Linked DNA regions of Rattus norvegicus: region 2 is linked to region 1. A link is a contact called in public Hi-C data. All regions are on one chromosome and are shown on one strand. The core of a region is the stretch at or near the end of the contact, and the rest is flanking DNA. Distances in the headings are between cores, read along the strand shown. Region 1 holds the start of Ankrd52 (ankyrin repeat domain 52). Region 2 holds the start of Esyt1 (extended synaptotagmin 1).

Region 1 (4,697 bases), core at 508-3,007:
CCTACCCTAGGGTGGCAGAGGCAGGAGCATCTTTGGGGTTTACAGGCCAGCCTGGTTTGTTTTTTGTTTGTTTGTTTGTTTGTTTTAATATATCTTTTTAAGAGTACAGTGAAGCTATCTACAGACACACCAGAAGAGGGCACCGAATCCCATTACAGATGGCTGTGAGCCACCCTGTGGTTGCTGGGATTGGAACTCAGGACCTCTGGAAGAGCAGTCAGTGCTCTTAACCACTGAACCATCGCTCCAGTCTGGACCAGCCTGGTTTTATGGTGAATTCCAGGACAGCAAGCTACATAGTGAGAACCTGTCTCAAAATAAATAAACAAATAAATAAATAAATGACAAATAAATAAAAATTTAAAAAATTGCCTTCACCTGTGAAAACTACCTTTATTATCTTACACGTATGGATGTTTTAGCCACCAAAATCTGTGGAATTGGGAGTTACAACCCGCTCTCAGTTGTTAAGTGGATGCTGGGGATTACACTTGGGCCCTTTGGAAGGGTGGTCAGTGCTCTTCAACTCCTGAACCACCTACCCAGCTCCAACACTTTCTGGTAGGCTAATTGAGGTAGGAGGGCCCAGCTCACTGTGGGTGGTACCATCCCTAGGTAGGTGGTCCGGATTTAGATTAAGAAATCTGGTTAAACGTGAGCAGGCAAAGCTGCACTCCTCCCTAGGCTCTGCTTCCACGTCTGAGTTTCTGCCCATCTTTTCTCAAGGATGGACTGTGCCCTGGAAATGTAAGAAGAACTAAACCCTTTCCTTCTCTTCGTTTTTGGTCATCGTTATCATAGCAACGCAAAGGAAGATAGGATAGACTCGGGCTCACTACGTAGCCAGGACAGTTCTTGAACACACAATCCTCCTGCCTCAGCTTCCAGAGCGCGGGAATCTTATACATGATTCATGCCTGGCTCTACAGCATCTTTTAAAATTATACCCATTATCAATCTTCACTTTTCTTTTCTCCTCTGCCAATTGTCCCTGATTGGCTGCCTCTTTTGACCTCTCCAATGGATGAGGGGGAGGTCCTTTCTACCGCCTTTTTACGGGGGGGGGGGGGGGAAGCAGTTATTACCCTAACCTGGCAGGAGTAATTATGGAGTTGGGCTTACAGGCCTTCTCCAGCTGCCAAGTGTCCTGCTCTTCGCTGAGGTTTCCTGAAGCAGGGGTCTTTCTTGGGATTTCTCTGCAGCGTAGCAATCGTGCTATTTTCTTTCTACCCAGTGGAGACTGGTTCTGGGGCCGTGTGTAAACCTTGGGTCGCCACACTCCGAGTTACTACTCTCTCTGGGGGACTTCGGGGAGTGAGGGCGGCCGCAAGGCGTCCGCTCTGCCGGTGCATTGTGGCCTGGGTGAGCTCTTAGCCGACCGACTGTTTTGGTCCTGAGCTCCGGAGTCACTGGGGGAGCGAGACACGACTTCGAGCCATGGGCCTGCGGAGGATCCCTCCGGCCGCCCGGCTGCAGCGGAGGGCACAGCGTAGTTCGCTGGCAGAGCCGAGGAGCCCGCGCGCGGAGCAGGGCGAACCCCGGCCGCCCTAGCAGTCCTGGCGCGGGGCGAGGGCGCCGAGGCCTGGGCAGCCAGTGAGGACAGCGAGCACCCCGAGGCCCGGCCAAGGCTCGCCGCCAGGGAGCGCTGCGGGCTCCCGCTCGCCCGCCCCCCGGTAGGCGGGGCCGCCCTCTCCCCGCAGCCGCCGCCGCAGCCGCCGCCTGGGCCGCCCCGTGTCCCCGGTGGAGCCGCCGCCGCCGCTGCCGCTGCCGCCGCCGCCGCCGCCGCGAGCTCGATGCGGACGGAGCCTGGGCCGGGCCATGGGGATCCTCAGCATCACGGACCAGGTCAGCCCTCCCGCCTTTCCCCACTTCCTCTTTCCAGGCCCCGGCGCCGCCGCCACGCGAGCCCGGGGATGTGCGGCCTAGGCTGGGCCCGAGCCCGGGGTTCCCGCGGCTCCCGCCGCGCCCCATGCCGTGCTCCCCTCCTCGGAGCGGGTGTCCTTGGGGGCCTGGCGACCGGTGGGGGCATGGCCAGAATCCGCTGCAGCCAGGACCCCTGAAGCGGAGCCCCTCCAGCGACGCCCCCCTCCAACCTGTGTGCTCCCCCACCTCCCGGTTCCTCTGTGGCTCGGGCCCGCTCCCTGAAAGCTGGTTCTCCCTGCAGCCGCCCCTGGTCCAGGCCATCTTTAGCCGAGATGTGGAGGAAGTGCGTTCCCTCCTCTCGCAGAAGGAGAACATCAATGTACTGGTGAGTTGGGAGCAGAGAGGATGGCGAGCCGGAATCCGGGCTCCCGTGTTCGGGACCCCTCCCCACAAGTGGGGCGGCTCCGTTTCTCCTCTGATGAAACTGCAGCTCTTTCTATCCAGAAATGGGAGCCTGCTCCACATTTAACGTTGGTCAGGCATGGAGCACCGATCATGGGGTTCTGGGGATGCCCAGAAAACCGGTGTTCTCTTCTTAACCATCGGGGTCTGCAGCGCCCCCCACCCCTCCTGGAAGAAGGAGTAGGTTTCTCGGTCTGTAGCCCTGACTCCACCCTCTCAGGATGCTGGCTTTTGAAGCCTGGTATTGGGATTTAAGACCCTGCAGAACCTAGAGGAAGGGAAGGACTTAGAGTTCTTATACTTGAACTGGCGTTCAGGATAATTTCTCTCTACGGCTGCTTCTCCTTTCTGCCTTTCCAGGACCAAGAGAGGCGAACCCCATTGCATGCTGCTGCCTACGTAGGCGATGTCCCCATCCTCCAGTTGCTACTGATGTCAGGTGAAAGTGGGGAGCTGGGAGGTGCGGCACCTAGGGAGGGGAGAAGTCTCTTTAGATCCGAGGATTGATTGCTGGTGCTTGGTCCAAGAATGGCTTTCTGTCCGTTCATGTTCCCCATTCTGATGATTGGTTTCCTTCCCTCCCCCTCCTCAAATCCCAACAAAATAGGAAATTGTGTCCACACAGGTGCTAATGTCAACGCTAAGGACACACTGTGGCTGACCCCTCTTCATCGTGCCGCTGCCTCCCGAAACGAGGTACAGACCCTACCTCATTTCACCCTTTCAAAAGGATGGGCTGAAGGGCTAGAGAAACTCAGACTCTTCTGCCCCACACAGGGAGGAGACCAGAGTTTGGCCTCTCCTTCCTGCCCCTAGAACGGCTGATGAGGGGGGGCTGAGTGCTGCCAGCTGATGTGACGTCAGGGAGAGCTTAACACTGGGCTGGCAGACTGCGGGGGCCCTGCTGCCAGGCCTGAATGACTCATCCCTCCCTGGGGGCCACCTTAAGTCTGATCCCCCTCTGGGCACTGAGATTTCTCTCCTTGTGATGGGTGGGGAGTGGCGATTCTTGTGTCCTAGCCCCTGGAGCCACATTTAAGTTGACTGCCTAAGGGGCCAAACTCACATGGAATCCTGTTCTGTTGTGCCTCAACCCCCAAGACAAGGCCTGTTTGACCCTCCATCACTTCCTTGACTCCAGCCCCCAGGGTAGAAAGCCTAGGGGGTGCAGGGGGGGATGGTGTGGGACATGTTTAACAGGCACATTGGATTTTGGAGAGGATCCAGTATGTTTGTTAATAGATATGATTTTGGTAGCTTTGGAAGGGCTAAGGGAAGGGTGGTTTTTGCCATTAACACGGTGGGAGCATTTGTTTTTCCTGGAAGTAAGCTTGGGACTTGTGAATTTGCCTAGGGGTGGATGCAAGTGTGAGTGGAGATTTTGGGTGCTGGGTTGGAGGGCTGAGTGGCTGGGGAGAGATCCCTGTTTGCCTCAGCGAGGTTAAGATCTACTGACTGCAGGCTTGCAGAGACTAGGTGTGTAAAGAAAATGAAGAGAGACTATGCTAGGAAGATGGACTGCGTGTGACTCTGCCAGCCCTCCCTTCTGCCCTCCCATTTCACTTCCTGCTCCCCTTTGTCTCCTCTTGTCCCCTGCTCCTCCACAGAAGGTGCTGGGGCTGCTGCTGGCACACTCCGCGGATGTGAATGCCCGGGACAAGCTGTGGCAGACACCACTGCATGTGGCTGCTGCCAACCGGGCCACCAAGTGTGCCGAGGCTCTGGCACCTCTGTTGAGCAGCCTCAATGTGGCTGACAGGAGCGGCCGTAGCGCTCTGCACCACGCAGTACACAGTGGGCATCTTGAGGTGAGGAGCATTACCGTCTAAGCACAGCCTCTTCTCCCTTTCTACTCACTTACGTGCTTCCAGACCCGCCGGACAGGAGTAGCTCAGATAGTTATTAGGCTCCAGCACCAGAGGAATTGCGTTAGATGGAGGATTTTGTGGGGACTTTGTTTGCTTGTTTTTGAGATAGGGTCCTACTATGCATGCTTGGTTGGCCTGGAACTTGCCCTGTAGAGTAGGTCAGCCTTGAGCTTGAACCCACTGAGATCCACCTGCCTCTGCCTTCTGAGTGCTCAGGTTAAAGCTGCACCCCCAGCCTATATTGAGTTTTTATTGACCCAGTGTGTTACCGGTGTTTGGTAAAGGCTGTGTCACTTAGCTATACTTTGGACCCATACGTTGAAGTTCTCCTGCTTTCTGGGGTTGACGATGGTAGGCAAGTGATATAGACTGTTCACCTGTATCTCCGTCCCCCCTTGTACATTTCACTCTGACACACTCTTGAACTTCCTCTGCGGCCCAGTTAATCCTGACAGCACCAGTATTATAGACTTTAAAGATTTCAAGAGTCAGCAAGCACCTGAA
Region 2 (5,419 bases), core at 2,509-5,008, 140 kb after region 1:
AAAGGCCCAGACGTCAGCCCCACCTGCATGCCCTTGACTCCGGCTTTGCAGAAGTATTTTTTAACTTCCACATCAATCTGTAGGTCCCCCACGTAGCTGGGAGGCAGTAAGAAGAGAATAAAGAAGTTAGTGCTAGGCTTCTAGGGAGAGCAGGGGCAGCTGAGTAGTCAGGGGTGACCAAGGGCCCACTGGCAGGGGAGGAGGAAGGTTGGAAGTTACCTGACATTCAAGTCCAGTAGAATCTGATCTTTTCTCTGACTAGGGTGAACCTTGACTCCGATGATTCTTACTGGCTAAAGAGAGAGGTGGTCTCAGAAGAGGCAGGAGGGGAAAAGGTGTACTTCAGCCCTCGGGGTGCCCCACTCCCTCACACGAGTACCTTTTCACCCAGCTCCACACGAGTAAATGTGAAAGTTTGCAGATGGGGGTTAGCTCCCCGGACAGCTGGGGCTACCGTTTCAGCCAGAAGCTTCTCCATATATTGGCCTAGGAAGGGCCATACCTGCACCACAATCTGGGAAGGAAGGAAGGAAGGAAGGAAGGAAGGAAGGAAGGAAGGAAGGAAGGGAGGGAGGGAGGGAGGGAGGGAGGGAGGGAGGGAGGGAGGGAGGGAGGGAGGGAAGGAAGACAGACTGTCAGAGAGCAGAGAGGCGGGGAGGCCCCTTTCCCACTGAAGCAGAGGATGTGACCCTCAGGGGATCAAATGACTCTTTCACAGGGGTCATCTAAGACTACCAGAAAACACAGATATTTACATCACAATTCATAACAGTAGCAAAATTACAGTTATTAAGTGGCAACAAAAATAATTCTATGGTTGGGGTCACCACAACATTAGGAGCTGTATTAAAGGGTCACAGCATCAGGAAGTTGAGAACCACCGATCTAAATCGAGTTCTATCTGGGCATGGCAGCGTACAGCTGTTTCCTGAGGCTGGATGCTGCAGCGGGAGCATCATTTGAGGCCACCTTGGGCTCAGTGTCCAGAGCCCGGTGTGGGCATGGAGACACAGCCCCTCAGACTCGTCCCATGGGCAGCTCTGGGGACTATGCCGAAACGGGAGTGTGGAAAGGCATTGAAAGGGGAATAAACCCCACCCAGGAAAAATCAAAACTGACACAGTCCTCACCTTATTCAGCCACTCCGCCTTTTCCACATCTGGGAAGCTGACCTGACGTGGAGAGGGCAGAGACAGTGATGAGTACACTTGGTATCCATGCTTCCTAAGAGGCTCCTGGGATGAACGCGTCTGTACGACAGGGGTCCTCATACCCAGGGCTGGGGTGCTGAGGTTTCTTCCCTCCCTCCCCCCACCACCTTTTTTGTTTTAATGACTTATTTTATGTACACTGGTGTTTTGCCTGCATGTATGTCTGTGTGAAGGTGTCAGATCCCTTGGATCGGGAGTTACAGGCAGTGTGAGCGAGCTGCCATGTGTGTGCTGGGAATTGAACCCAGGACCTCTGGAAGAGCCATCATCTCTCTACCCCCCTCTTTAAAAAAAAAAAAAACAAAAACAAAAACAAAGTTTGAGTTTATTGGGAGAAGGTTTTAGCTGGCCGTGGGGACACAAACCTATAATGCCAACACTTGGTAGGTAAAGGCAAGACAGCAGGGAGTTCAAAGCAAGCCTGGGCTGTATGAGACTATGGGTTAAACAAAGGGGAAAAAAGTTGCTTTCTCCATTTGTTTGTAGATAGGGTTTCATTATGTAGCTCTGGCTGACCTGGAACTCACTATATAGACCAGGCAGTCTTACAGTTCAGAAAAATCCACCTGCTTCTGCCTCCAAGTGCTAGGATTAAAGACACGCCACCACGCCCAGTAAGAGAAAGGTTCTAATACAGATTTAAGGACGCAATCCTGGGGGTGGGAGAATTCTCTCCTTAGTATTTGGGGACACTGAAGCTTCTTTAATAAGGGGAGCAGGTAGGATGTGGGGCCACATAGAGATGCTTCAGATAGCTCTGAGATGCGAAATGGCAGCTTCTGGGGCAAAGGAGAAGAGGGGGAGGGGAGGAGCCTTGAGAAGGACACATTCTTTCAGGAGGAGATCCTGTCAAATCAGAGCCCTGGGGACCTGGGATCGAGTAGTCCTAGTTCCTTTGTCCAGCCTTCCCTGCTCCCCTAGGACTGGGCGTGGGCTCCAGTATAAGAAGATGAAGAAGAAGAAAGCCAGCCCTGATAACCTAGAGTCGGCCAGGAAGAGACTTAGGCCTGTGCGCTGGTGCGCTGGTGCCTGCGCAAGCCTCCGCACTGTCTCTCTCCCCTCCTTCCTTTCCTCCCTACCTCCTTTCTCTCTCTTCCTGAGTGGGAAAGGGCACCTGTGCTCTGCACTGAGGTGGGGAGGTGTTGGATTGATCCCAATGAGAAGGAGTAGCAATTACAGTTACTGCTTAGGGTACATAGAACCATCTCTTCCTTTTTTTTTTCTCTCCAGGGCACAGCAAGTGTGACTGGTGTTAGCCTCTCTCTACCTAACTGGCACCTCTAAGTGAGAAGAGTAGGGAGGGTACCCAAAGGGGCTGGAAACACGCTCAGCTTAGCAAGGTCAGGGAGAGGCTTCTGTTTCAGCTCAGGAGACAGGGTGTAGTAATAAGGGCCTGGGTCAGCTGAGCAAGCGAGCGAAGGCTGCCCACAGTCCGGAAAAGGGTGGGGCCGCCAGGGTGCGAGTCAAAAGGAGCAGCGGGAACTACAGCAGCCCGAGCTACCCTCTTCCCAGAACCTCCTCCCTTAGTCTAGCAGCCCGGCCAGCTAGAGGCTGGAAGGCGACTGTGGTAGGTCATTCCCAGGTGCTGGGACTCAGCGGAACAATGCTTGCAGGGCTGGGTCTCAGCGGGTACCTAGGGACAAGGCAGGAAGCGGAAAACCCTTATGCCCTTAAGTAGATAAAAAGCCTTGAAAGCTCTAGCAGAGGCGAGGGAACCTCTGAGCCATCAAGGGGGGTGGGGTGGAGGGATCCCCAGAGGCTGCGCGGCAAAGGCGCGAGTGGCACCAAAAGTCGGGAGGAGCGAGCAGTCTACACGCTTGGTTGGGAGCGCCAGCTCAGACGGACTGCTGTAGTCCGAGGAGACCGAGGAAGTCCCGATTCCGTGGAAGGATCCGCTCTGCGGCACGGGTGGGCGGGGAGAGTGGGTGGCCGTCCTGGAGCGGTGAGTCCCAGCAAACAAGCGCTAACGGGACGATGGAAAGTCTGGGGGCCGCTGCCCTAAGTCGGGGAGCTGACTTCGTAGGGAGGCAGAGCCCGAGCTGAGGGGCTGGGAAGAGCTGTACTGCACCAAGGGCTGACGTGGTAACTCACCCAGGCAGGTAGTTCCCGATGGCTCATATAAAGCGTTTCTGCCGTGATCCGCTCCTCGTCATCCAGCAGCTGCCTCGCTGCCCTCAGGCTCCGTTCTTTCCCGTCGCGGACCCGGCGCCAGCCCAGGTAGAGGGCGAGGCCGAAAAGCACGAAACCCACGCTAAGACCCGCTGCCCCTGCCAGGTACACCGGCACCAGCACCAACAAGCGGCGTCCGAAGGAAGTCAGCACCGCCAGGGCCTCGCTCGCCGCACCTGGGCCGGCAGGTGGGACCCCAGAGCCCCCGTCCCGCTCCCGCGTGGAGTCCGTGGCCGGGGACTGCCCTGAGGGCTCGGGGCCGGCGCCCTCTTCAGGGGAGCGCTCCATGGGGCGGCTTCTAGGAGTGCCCGCCCGAGCAGCTGCAGGCAGCTCAGTGTCTGCTCCGGCTCCCCCCAGTAATATATGGTGCTCCCCCGGGACCTCAAGCCCCGCCCCGCCCCTGCCTGTTGGGGCTGCGCCCGCCGCGTAGACTTGGGAAGCTAGAGAGGACTTGGGATGGCAGGGCCTCCGTGATTGGACCAGAGGGTCAAGATGGGAGGGCTGGATGGCGGGAAAAGGGGGAAAGAAACCAAAAGGCAGTGTTTGACTGGTCGGGGAGAGAACGGGGCGTGGCGTCCCACTTAAGGGGCGGGAGCAGCTGCTCCTCCCACGTGGGATTGGAGCGCCTGTGGAGTTACGTCATGCAGAGCCGCTACTCTAATTACTGAGTTCAGAGTGAGCTAGTGTTGGGGGTTTTTCTCTTTCCACGCGTTCAGATGGTCTGGAAGAGTTTGGTCTGAATCTTACATATTCTTTGTCAACTCTCCAACGTTTGGTACCCAGAGAACGCTCGGTTTTGCCTCTAAGAATATTCTTTGAGTTTTTAACTGGCTGCCCTTGCAAAACGTTAGGGAAATCACTCGATTTAGAACGAAAGCCTAGAATGACCAACCTGTCTAGTGTCCCTATCTGTCCTGTTCTCATCCCCCTACCATGTCCGTGAAAGAGAACGAGTCTGCGACAGCTGGAGCATGAACATTAGAATTCTAATACTCCAATCTTGAAGAAGTGGGGAGAGGGGAGAAAAGCAGTAGATAAGTGAGATTTTCTTTTTATTTTAGAATCTCCGAGATAGTCATCTCTATCATAGAGGATTTATTAAGGCTAAAGAGGGGGAGTGTTCAACTGCAGCGGCGATTACATTTTCCAATATTTCCTGATGCTGACCAAAATCAGGTCGGGGAGGAAAGGATTTCTTTGACTTACATAGTCCATCGCTGAAGGAAGTCCAGGCAGGTGCGGAAACCTGGATAGAACCTGGAGGTAAGAACTGATGCAGAGGCCATTGGCGGGTCCTTCCCCCATCAATCAACTAAGACAATGCTCTACAGGATTGCCTACAGAGCGAATGGAGGGATCGTCTCAGTCAAGGTTCCTTCCTTTCAGGGGACGCTAGCCCGTGTCAAGTTGATATAAAACTAGCCAGCACACTTGGGAATTTCTAAGACACTAAAATGCTGACAGGCAGGATGGCTCACAGCCATAAGGCCAGCAGGTCAAGGCAGCCTGAGATAAATAGCAAAAAATAAAATAAAACAAAACAAAGGGGAGGGGGGATACAGAAAGGAGGGAAGGCTGAAAGGGCGGGCTGGGAAGACAGCTCTATCTGTATAGCCCAAGCATGAGGACCTAATTCAATCCCCAGCAACCACAAACAAAATCTCTCAGTGGGTAAAGGCCATTGCCCCACAAGCCCACTAGCCTGAGTTCGGATCCCCGCCACCCCCTCTGTAAAAGCCAGACACCATAGCTCAGGCATTCGATTTCTCACTGCGCACCTTCAGGAAGTGGAAGGTGGAAATAGGAGGCTCTCCAAAAGCTCCTGGGCCAACTAACCTGGCTTATGAAGCAGCAGAGAGATCCTGCCTCAGAAGCAGAAAGGTGAGTACTGACATCTCAAGGTTGAACTTTGACCCCATGCTTTCCACCCCCAACACGCACACGCACACACATGAGTGTGGCAGCACGAACCTACATCCCAAGCTTACAGGAGGATTTCTAGGGCTTGCTACCCTGCCAGTCTAGCCTAATTAGCAAGT

The links. Hi-C and Micro-C count contacts between places; a contact is called where the count stands out from the background.
Region 2: a Hi-C map of kidney shows a contact between it and region 1, with 1.8 times the contacts expected there. The contact joins the promoter of Esyt1 here to the promoter of Ankrd52 in region 1. A contact is called at or near these places in 2 of 12 Hi-C or Micro-C datasets (kidney and mammary epithelial cells).

The regions. Positions count from the first base shown.
Region 1 is chr7:1,389,615-1,394,311 of GRCr8, forward strand. It overlaps Ankrd52 (ankyrin repeat domain 52), which reads left to right and starts at 1,758. Exons shown (of 28, transcript NM_001191875.1): 1 at 1,758-1,845; 2 at 2,165-2,248; 3 at 2,686-2,764; 4 at 2,951-3,021; 5 at 3,933-4,133. The coding sequence starts at 1,819.
Region 2 is chr7:1,526,974-1,532,392 of GRCr8, forward strand. It overlaps Esyt1 (extended synaptotagmin 1), which reads right to left and starts at 3,759. Exons shown (of 31, transcript NM_017249.2): 1 at 3,303-3,759; 2 at 1,131-1,172; 3 at 380-514; 4 at 220-293; 5 at 24-96. The coding sequence starts at 3,668.